2 separate regions of the Sus scrofa genome follow, and region 2 is linked to region 1. Evidence: chromatin contacts called from public Hi-C data. All regions are on one chromosome and are shown on one strand. The core of a region is the stretch at or near the end of the contact, and the rest is flanking DNA. Distances in the headings are between cores, read along the strand shown.

Evidence for each region. Hi-C and Micro-C count contacts between places; a contact is called where the count stands out from the background.
Region 2: a Hi-C map of liver shows a contact between it and region 1, with 6 times the contacts expected there. The contact joins two enhancer-like sites. A contact is called at or near these places in 4 of 47 Hi-C or Micro-C datasets (liver and skeletal muscle).

Annotation. Positions count from the first base shown.
Region 1 is chr9:17,626,191-17,631,856 of Sscrofa11.1, reverse strand. The region is part of intron 20 of DLG2 (disks large homolog 2); the gene reads left to right. Among named protein-coding and RNA genes, the nearest start is that of CCDC90B, 180 kb to the right of the region's middle. Within about 2 kb of position 4,221, at least 15 of the 83 cell types and tissues checked have an H3K27ac peak or open chromatin away from gene starts, as enhancers often do. A contact at or near this core is called in liver, where this site is marked.
Region 2 is chr9:17,769,015-17,774,667 of Sscrofa11.1, reverse strand. All of the region lies in intron 17 of DLG2 (disks large homolog 2), which reads left to right. Among named protein-coding and RNA genes, the nearest start is that of CCDC90B, 320 kb to the right of the region's middle. Within about 2 kb of position 2,872, at least 3 of the 83 cell types and tissues checked have an H3K27ac peak or open chromatin away from gene starts, as enhancers often do. A contact at or near this core is called in liver, where this site is marked.

The sequences.
Region 1 (5,666 bases), core at 2,972-5,471:
GAAACAATGAGACGCATATCATGACCAAAGATGATCACTTATCAAATTCTGGGGTCCAATTTAAGGAAAGGGCAGGGTGGGGGGGACTCTTTCCATCAAGTGAGGCTGGCAGTTGCCATGCATGGTACCAGTGAGGAGTCTAAGGGAAGCACCCTTCATTTGTTAGTAGTCATAGAGTGTAATGCAAAGAGTCTCCATTCATTTACAGAGTGCTGGGCAGTTTGGGTGACCCAGCTGCCAAGGGAGAGCTTTCCCCGTGGCTGTCTCAAATTTACAGCCAGCACTTGTCAGTCTGAGTTAGAGCCTGTCTCACTTGAAAAGAAGCAAAAAGCTTGCAGAGTGCTGTTTGCCTTTCATGTGTTGACAACTTCATGAATATTTGTCAAGATTTTGTTACCACTTGTTGAAACTGTTGTTCGGGCATTCTTGATGCAACTGGTTGTTTTTCCTGGAAAGTCCCAGGAAAGCACTGTCTCTCTCTGTAATTGACTTGTAGTCACCTGTCACGAGGAATTAACACCATAATGAATTTGCAGCATGTGTTCAATGCGAATGATAGAGTTCACCATCCCTCTTTCATGGAGAAAGCATTCTGTGGCATCTCCCATGCCCACAGGCCTTCGTGGAGGTGGTGTGCTGGGACACAAGCCCACATTACAGTCAGAAAATAAATAGGTGAATTTATGCTTGCTACTCCATGCAGGGAGTGAAAGGCAGGGAGCTCTCCTTTCCTCCAGCTGATCCCCAGGAGCTGACTGAGCTGCGTCTGCCCCGTTCTTAGTCATGGTCAGAGTCCACATTTGGTAAACAAAGGATGTGACTTTGACCGTAATTTCTAAACTGTGATAACTCTATAACTAATATTCATAAACCAGGAGTTTTGCTAAATAGATTATAAGGTTCATTAAATTCTCAAAAAAACCCTATGAAGTGAAGACTCTGTAGAACCATCCTTCTTGTCTCCCTAAGTGTTGACTAAATCATTTTATGATGATGTTCCCTAAATATACATAAACACAAAATTAAGTACAAATATGCTCACAGCTCTTATCATCTATAAAGTTAAAATAAACGTACAAATTAAATGCCAAATATATTTAGCATTTATATGTTATAGCAACAGAATTCCAAATCACAACATAAATTTGACTGATGATGCTTTAGTACCACTACCTCTTCACCCACAATGTGAACATGGGAGTGGCTGTCCTGCCATGTGGAAGTTTCTTTTGAATTGTACCTGCTGGGTGTTCCGTGAAGACTCAGCTCTCCCACTGCTATACTCACCGAGAAACCACTGCCGAAGCCCCAGACTGCCTCTCACTCCTCATCTACCCTGCCCCTAGCTCTGACCCTTTACTGAATGAATAAGTATGGACCTCCTTAATCTTATCTCTTGTACTACAGATGCCGTCCATGGCTGAGTCCAAACTTGAAAGTTTTCCTTGCCCACTTCCCTCTGCCGTACTCAGTTCTCCTCCCAGGGCACTGTCCTCAGATACGTGTCTGGGGCAGTGCCTCTGCCCAGCCCTCCTGCAAATTGAACCCTGCTATTTTTAATCTACTGTGAGTTGAGAAACCCAAGGAATAAGTAGATTCCCCCATTTAAAGTAAGTAGACTTCCCTGTGATGAAAGTACACAGGACTTTGATGGGTAGCTTTTGTGACTTCTCTGTCAGCTCCTCCTGCAGAATTTCTAATCCAGGTACTTGAAGTGGTTGATTAAATGACAGAATGGTTTCTGGACTCTATACATGACTTCTACAGGAAAATGTATACTGCTCACTCAAGTGCTCAGTTATTTCTTTTTTTTTTTTTTTTTTTTTTTTTTGTCTTTTTGCCATTTCTAGGGCCGCTCCCATGGCATGTGGAGGTTCCCAGGCTAGGAGTTGAATCGGAGCTGTAGCCACCAGCCTACATCAGAGCCACAGCGATGCGGGATCCAAGCCACATCTGCGACCTACACCACAGCTCACGGCAACGCCAGATCGTTAACCCACTGAGCAAGGGCAGGGATCGAACCCGCAACCTCATCGTTCCTAGTCAGATTCATTAGCCACTGAGCCACAACGGAAACTCCTCAGTTATTTCTTCAATAGATTAATTGTATCATGTAGAACAGAAAGATTCCAGTGCAGGCCAGCGCTGCCTCTTAACTGTCTTTCTTGCCCCTTCTCTGAGTTCCACCCTCCGCTAAGAACTCCATTCCATCCTTAAAGCTTCTCACATTCCTTTGTCCCACAGGACTGGGGAAGGGTGGAGGGGAAAAGAGGTAGTCTTGCGCCCCCAATGGGCAGAACTTCCATCTGCCCGAACTGAGTTTTGCTGTAGCTCCTACTCAGTCTTTAAATCCCAGCTTAAACAATGCACCTGAGCCTTCTCCAGCCTCTCTAGCAGCTGTGCTCTCTTTTGTTGCCCTCCCAGCTTGACATAAATACCTCCATCATTAGGACTCTACCAGTGTGGTAACTATTTGCTTAAACTGTGAGCCCCTCATTTTGTGTCCCTAGTATTTATTATAGCCACATTGTTGCCAAGGGACACACATTTGGGGGGCAGGGGGGGTGAAACTCATTCCACATACCATTCAGCAAGAGCCTGCCTGAGAGAAAGAGCTTTTGCAGGGGGTGCCATTTTCTGATTTGCACCAGACACTTTTGCCCTTGGAGCCCTAAATATAATGTTTGGCAAAAACAGCAAATGCTTGTGGAATAAAAAGAATTATGATTTATTGCACACTTACCATGGCTAAGCCCACACATGCCTGGTTGCATCCACAACTACAATAGGCTATGATAGAGGCAGTAGTATGCCATTCCTTGGGAATCTTCCAGTAATGGATATTGCTGTCAAATGTAGTATCCTCTACTAGAAAATGCACTCTTCAACTCCTGAAATGAGGGCTGAGAGTGGATTAAGAGTAATAATTGTTTATTTAGATGCTATTTCCTAGGTACTATGCTAAGTGATGCAAGTGTGTTTTCTCATAAATGGAACATAATTGTTGCATGAACAGCACTAAGATCCCTCCCGTTGAACCAGGGTAGTAGCAGAAGGAATGGGGCAAAATGACCCCAAAATGCACAAGGAGGGGATTAAGGATGGTGGCAGACTTGCTGGTGGATGCTTGGGGGAAAAAATTCCTCCCCACGTATGAAAAGTGTTCTCTTTGGCATTAAACAAACAGACTCACTCAGCGGTCCCTAGTGTCTAGCACAGAAATAACAATGAACCTGCTGGGCTGTGACTTAAACATGAATAGGAAAGGTGTGTGTGTGTGTGTGTGTGTGTGTGTGTGTGTGAGAGAGAGAGAGAGAGAGAGAAAGAGAGAGAGAGAAAAGGAGTGAGAGAAGGGCAGAGAGGAAGATACTATACTTAAAAGGAAGTGCTGGGGGTTTTGAAGATGTTTTTATTCCCTTGGGGTGTGTGTGTGGATTTTCATGGTTTTTATCTCTGCATTCTAAAACCTTAGAGGAATTCAAATCCAAGCTAAGTGAAAAATCTATATTTTTATCATCTGCTGTTCAAAGTTTCGCAAGTGATTTTCGATTTTTCTCTCTCCAAAGATAGAACCATTGAGAAACCCTTAGGCCACTCACATCAGAACTGTGATCTATGACTCTGATGAGCTCTGCTTGTCTTAGAAAAGTGGGAAATGCACCTTAAAGGAAATGTGTGGATGGACGTTGCGGTGTGAGCTAGACAGAAATGCGACACAGACCACCTCTCCACTCTCCTGCCACATGACCAAACTTCCAGTGAGAGTCCTAATCCCTGTGGCTCGTCCTACTAAAATGGGGCTATGGGCTGAGGGCCAGCAGTCTCAGCTGTAAGGCATTTGCCTCCATTTGTGAGTTACCCCTCCTTCCATTCAAGCATAAAGTGAGAATTACTCAACCAGGCACAACTTTACAAAGAATACTATTTAGTATTGTACTTTATTTGTTGGTCTGCCCACAATCACCCCTGAGACCTGAATGCTGCCAGTGACCTCGTGCTCAGGGTCTGGAGGTGACATCAGAGAGTGGGAGACAAAGGCTGCACCATCAGTTCCTAAAACTCAGTCATCATCCAAGAGGATGAAGCTGAGCACCTCTCCTAGTTGAAGGATGGAAGAAAAGGAGGGAACAGGTGGCGGGAGGAAGAGGAAACATCTTCACAGCATAAAGGACCTTTGAGGTCATCTCATTTATCTCCCTGATTGACAGAAGAGGAAGCAGATGCTCAGGGAGGCAAAGTGACTTTCCTAAGCTCGTAGGGATAGGAGGGGCCAGGGCCAGGATTCTCTCCTCTGAGTTTCCGTAGTGGGTATATCCGGACTATCTGCCTGTTGTCTGCCACTGGACAGTAAGCCCATAAGCAAAGCAAGTTACCTCTCTGAGCCTCACATGTTACCATTGGTGGTGATGATGATGGTGGTTGGGAACTAGGGATTATAATTAAATTCATAGTACAGATAAGGCAAATAAATCCTAGAAAGATTCAATAATTTGCCCCAAGGCCGCATAGGCTAGTGAATTGAATCAAACATTCCAGCCAAGAAGACTCTCAGAAAGAAAATGTGTCTAGCAGAGAAGTGGTGTATCTGGGCCTGTCTGACGCCCAGAGATAAGACTGGGCTCTTATCTCTTCCCGGTGCTACTCCTCACTGAACAAATACCTGGTGTCTCTAGTGAGTCTGGCCTCGCCCTGTGGCATTATATGCCTCCATTTGAACAAACTAGACTGTGAAACAAAGTCCTTGGTCCCTCCCCTCCTGTCTGCGATAGGACATAGTTCAGATCTCCCTGCCGCAGAGGACTAGCAATCAGCCAGTTCTTGCCTCAGCCAACACTGCTTCTGCAACTGCTCTGTACTCAGCCCTGGAAAAGTGCAAGCAGGAAGCAAACTAGTATCGAAATGTTGGCTCTGGTGTCTGAGAGAGCTCAGTTTGAATCCAGATTTTGTCACTTCCCAGCTAGGCAAATGATGTTACCTCTCTAAGCCTCAGTTTTCTCATTTGTGTATGTGTAATAGAATAGACAAAATGTGTGTGTGTGTGTGTGTGTGAGATGTAATTGTGGGGCGGATTCAATGAGATAATTAGTACAAATGTTTAATAAGATGTGTACTGACCTGGGCACAGAGAAGAGCTCAATAAATCTTATTTGCCGTTATTACCGTCAATGAGTTTATATTCTAATTGGAGAAAAGACACACTTGAGCTACCAGGGAATAGTCAACACTCTGCCTCATTCCTTTTGCTGGTGGAATAGATAACCCCGTTTCACTTGGTGAATGATAATTATCCTTCAGTATCTAGTTCACGTTTCACTTCTTGCTCCCCTCCACAGCAGAGCTTACTCTGCCTTCCTGATGCCTTTCCAGTACCCTACACACACTGTCATATTGTATTTGTAACTTAAGAATCTCTCTCTGTCACAGAAATAAGAGGTCCTTGAGAGTTTACTACAGTTCCAGTTCCTCGCACAGCACCTGGCTTATACATGATAAGCGTATATTTGGTGCATGATAAGTGGATGCAGCTGCCTAGGAGGAAGGGACCTGGAGTAGTTAGGAAAGCCTTCTCTCAAGAAAGGTTCATGAGAGATGAATAACTTCAGAAGTGCTTGGACAGACAGTGGTGGAAACAGGGAAAGACAGCATTCTGTTACTTTCTGTTGATT
Region 2 (5,653 bases), core at 1,623-4,122, 140 kb before region 1:
GGAAAGAAGTCAGCTAATTATGAAGAAAGCACTAATTTCTCCAGCACAACCCTAAAAATTTTAGACAAACCCTTTCCATTTTTGGACCAACTGGCACACAGTCTTTTTCGTGTTCTGGATGATTATTTGTAAAGACCATATAGATACGCCTATTTGTGTCCCAGGGGCTCGGAAACTAAAATTCAGTCTAAACCTCAGGATTGACAGAAATGAAAACAGAATTCTGTTTATAAGTGAATTAGAGAATGTATTGATGTCATACCAGCTCTGTGTCCACCAGCCTCCAGCGCAGCATGTCAGCTTGAATATCATATATTGGGCAGCTATGAGAAGAGTAGATATGACAGAGTTTGCATATCACCTTTAAATGGCAATAATTCCATTTCAAAGGGCAAATGAATGGAAACATGCGCTTGAAAATTCATTGGATACACGGAGAAAAAGTTAATCTTACCTTTAATGTAAAAAAAAAGACAAAAGCTTATTTTGAGAAATCTTTTAAAATAAGCCTTCTGTATTCAGTGTGTTTATATTCTCTTGATTTATTCCTATAAACCCATGCAGCTTTAATTATGAAAAGGCAAATTGCCTAAGGAGATATACAAGCGTGACCGTATGTCCCAGGTTGCCCAGGCCAGTTCCAGTGGAAGAAGATTACTGACTGTAGGCAAACTGGGCTGGAATGAGATTATTGTGTTGTTTAAGATCTGGTTGGAGAGGGAATAAAAGAGACTGTTTGTCATCTGTGTGTATAGATTGAATGGGAACTGGCCTAGAAGACGGAAGCTCTGGCTTTGAATTGTGCGCATTCCATTTCCCAGCAACGTGACTTTGGGAAAGTCATGATCCTTTCTTGGTATCTTCTCAGCCCATGGTAGGACCTTGTGCCCAGTACGGGGATCACTCTTTAGATGGTTACAATTGTTTCTAGAGGAAGCCACTTGGGGAACAAGAATCTGAAAATCTTATTAGATAAAGATCAGATAAAGAAACCAGGGATGTATACATAGGTTCACAATTTAGCAGAGCAACTACAATGATAACATTATTCAAACAAGAGAGCCTTTTAAGGAGATGCATGACTATGAACTTAGTATAATTGCAGAGGGCAGAAGTAAGTCTCTTGGGGGGAGGAAATTAAAAGAAAGAAATTTCAGTTCTCTGTAAAGAACTTTTTGAGAGTGAGTTCTTGTTTAACAATGATCTAAAAAACAGTGCTGGTGAACGCATTAAGCAGACAATCTGACACATAAATGTTTATAAAAATCATGGGGGAGGTGGTGGATCAAGCTGGGCAGGAGCCTGAGAAAAATCCCAGTGGAATGTAAGAGTGCTTGACTTGTCTCCCAACACATGCGCCCCTGTGTATGCCCTCTCCTTGTTTTTTTCACTCCTAAGATCTACACAGGTGACAGAGAACTCCATCCCCCTCTTTCTATAGCAGTGCACTCCTCATTCTCAAAAAACATCCAGAGAACTGCCACAAGGGCAATAGAGAGTATTTTCTTTAAGGCAATTTACCTAATGGTTGAACAAAGGCATGCCAGATCTGGGTTTCTTTTGTCTTCTAGAATGCAGTGGTTTGGGTTTTTATGATTGTAGTGTAAACAACACATGCATTTGAAATGATAAAAGGAAATGGCAAACCCTTTAGTCTTGAAATTCTCTCTGATCTCTCTTTTTTCAAGTTTGTTTAACCCCCAGATCACAATATCTGTCACATCCCTTAGATCATCCTTGGCAGAGATAGAGCACCCAGGAATCTAATCTTTAGCAAGAGTACCCCCAGTTTGTAGTTTTCTTTGCTCCAAGCTGTGTGCTATGTTGTAGCTGTATCCTTGTTTTATTTCTACAACATAAAGTCCGTCAAAGCAGAAACTGTGCCTCATCTGTTGTTGTATCTGGATTGCCTAGCACAGTACTGGACGCACAAAGGTAACCCAGGAACATTGAGGAATGAAGAGGAGCCCGTCTTTTCTCTCTTAGAACCAACTCTGCCAGCCTCTTCCGTGCAAATTCTCCTTCACACCCCGCTTCTGCTTTTACCAGTGGCTCCGTGTGCTCTTTCTGGTTCCTTAAGTCTTTTCTTCTCCAAGCTGAGTGGCATTTATGTGCACGTATTTTATTTTTCAATACTTCTAAGGTTCCAAAGAATTCCTTTTATTTCTTCCTTCTCTGACAATGGTTTGAAAACTAGTTGATTAATCAAGCATTAAGTCCCTAATTATTGAGAGCTTAGTGGCCCAGCACCCTGCTGGACACTGAGAAATTTCCAGCTGTGCAAAAAAGCCATGTTTTCTGTCCTCGAAGTCTAGTTGGAACTTAGGCAATGTATGTAGGATGGGAAAACTCACAATGCCTGCCGGGTTTCGGTAAATGATTAATAGATGTCAGTGCTTTCAGAAAACCTTTTCAAACTGAAAGACTCAGAATATTCAGGACATATACATTCTTCAGTTAGCTTTTCAAAGATAGTTGAGTGAGATCATGAGAAGTGAGGGACACAGGAATTTTAAAGAAGATCAATATACTTTCCAATCTGATATTTATTTACTACTTCAACAAAACTTCATTGAGAATCTGCTCTGTGCCAGCACCAGGCTAGAGACTGGTACCTGGGAGTTTTCTGAGGTCAGGTGTGATTTGGTCTTCCCTCATTTAATCCCAAACTACCCATGACCTCATTCATTCCTACAGCTTTAACTACTACCTTTTGGCATGCAAAGGCACCCAATTCTACCTGTCCACCCCCAGAATCTTCTAGTGAGTCTAATCTTGGATCTCATCTTAAGGGAAAGTGAGGTGTGACGATCTGGTCCACCCACTCTGTGCCAGCTGTTCCCACTCTTCCCCACCCGAAGGCACCAGAGACCATGAAACCTCCAAAAGTTATAATGTGCGGACATTCAATTCTTTGCTGTTACATAACCTCTCTAGGTAGTACACTTGTAAGTGTGAAAAACATATTTTAAGCGTTCCTCCACATCAGCGTTGCCAGTTTGGGACTGGAGAGCCTTGTGGGCTAACATGGACCGGTCTGCAGACCCTTTCTCAGTATTAATGACGGCGATACTGTGTTTACTCACTGAAGCTGTCTCGTGGGCCATATGCTATGCTAGGTGCTCTCTGTCTATAATAGTTCTTCCTTCTGATAGCTCTAGAGATCTCACTACTGTCATTATGTAGATGAAAATACTGAGGTCACAGAAACAGCTTGCCCAAGATTTGACGTCTAGTAAGCGGCAGGAATCAGTATGAGAACCCAGATCTGTTTGGTTCTAAACGCAGTACTTTTTCTACTACATTACAGCAGAAACAGGTTAATAGTTTTCATTGCCTCAGTTTTCCATTTGGATCTTTCGTTTGGAAAGTGGGGATAGATTCTCATCTCTGTCTGCCTTAGAATTACAATGCTCCTGACAACTGAGGTTTCTCAAAGAAAATCAACAGCCTGGGAGGTATTGTTCTCTAGCTGAAGAGTAGGAGGGATCCAGGCATGAAGGTTAATGGAATTACCAGCCCACAAGTGGTTTATGATCCAGGTGACACCTGACTCAGAGCACAGGATCTGCAAAGGAGCGTCTGGCTAAGCAAAACCAGTGAACTTTCCTTCATTTATTCACTCCCTCAGTTAGTACTTTGTGAGCTTCTGTTTTGTGCCACGCATAGAGTATCTGCATTGATAATGTAAATACAATATACATTTCTAAGAGGGTATCCTTCTGGGTCTCATACGTATTTAATAGCCAGCTTGTCTTGGGAATTACTGTACCTTTCCACTTTATAGGGAGGTTTCTGGCTGCAGTGGTGCAATAGCAGGAGGAACAGTGAAAACAACAGCTCTTAACCTTTGAGAGAAGATTTTGGCAGCAACCTGAATGTTATACCTACTGAGGGCGGTGTCTGTCTAAGTGGAAAAAGCAAAAGCACTTTGGCATCAAGCTGTCCGGGGCTCACCTCTCAGCTCTGACACTTAATAGTTGCTGTGTAATCTTAAATGATTTCATCTCTCGAAGCCTCAGTTCTGCAATTAGGGATATTGCTGCCCGTTGAGTTGGTCTTCACTTAATCATTACGAATTTTATGGAACATTAAATCAGGAAAACAGACTCCGCCTTGCGTATTTTAAGCATAAAGGATGTAATTCGTGATATTAATGTGCTTAGAAACTGTTGGAAGGATTGGAGGAATGATAGTGAGGGTGAGGCCAGATACATCCAAACTGGGAAATTTCAGGAAAGCATTGCCTGAGCCATAGATTTTTTGCAGCCCTGAAGCTGGAGGCTGACATCGAATTGTAGAATCTAAGGAAACTACAGCAGCTAAATTAAGAAACTAAGAAGCTATAGCATTGCAGAATCCTGCACTACCACCCTTCCACATCCCAAAACTCATGCATGTTACTCTGATTAGAACAATTGAGACTCTAATCGTGCTAACAAGAGATTCTGGGAATATGGTTCTCAGGCTTCCAGCCTGAGAGCATGGGAGAGGGTGGGTTAAGGATTGGTGCTGAGGACCAATATATGATAGCCAGAACAGGCACCTCTTATGTGGCAGGGATTGTTCTGCCAGTAGAGGGGGGAATAAAGGGACAAAGTCCCCTCAGGTGGCTCACATTTAATTATAGGAGATTAAATTAGTTACTGTGTTAACACATTTACTACAACCAGACATAGGGTAGGTACCTTAGAAATAACTGTTTTCTTCTTTTAAGTCCCGCATTGGCCCACTCTGTCTCCTCTTCATGAGGTTTCTTTTCTTTAAAAAAAAATTTTTTTTTTCTTTTTTGTCCGCCTCATGGCATATGGAGTTCCTGGGCCAGGGATCAGATCCCAGTTGTTGTTGCATTATTTACCACAGCATCAGCAACGCAACACCCGATCCTTTAGCACATAGTCCCTCCCAGGCCAGGGATCCTGATGCTGCAGAGCCACCCCTGATCATGTTGTGCCACAGGGGGAACTTCTCCTTGAGATTTTTGACAAGGTAAATAATTCACAGATTAGAAAGGGGAGAGCTGTGGGTGTGCTTTAGGGCCAGATAGTGAGGTTTTATTTGACACTGCTTGCCTTTTGCATACAGAGCCTCAGTTTAGTTTGTATTGACTTTGAAAGCCATTTAGACCTGCATCGAAGCATACATATACTCTCTCAATAGATAATATAGACCATCTTTCAAGACATTTATCAGTAGAGGTTTATATTAACTTAGTCCAAATATATTGAAATACTAATGTCCCACAGAGATGCAAACATTGCCTCCTCACAGTAGGCTTGAGGATGAGAGATGAACATGTCAGGGCATCCATTGATGTATGCTTTTACATGAAAGATTCATTTACTCTGTCTTGAGGATTTGCCAGTCACCTTCCTATCTGCCTGCAGCAGGAGGTCCACTGTATTTTGTACCCTGTCTTGATCCAGGCATGTAAGGTACAGTTGATTCACTTAACCCCCACTGAGGCAGCTGTGCGGTGCCCTGCCAAGTCTGGGGTCAGAGCCGTCTCAAGCACTCGTGGTTGCCTTTGTCCTTAATCCAGACTGTGAGCCACGGCAGGAGAGCATGAGCTTTGGAGACGTCTTGCGGAGTGTATGCATAGGGAGAGATGGAAGGAGAGAGGGAGGGAGGTCAGATACAGTTTTATCGCCTC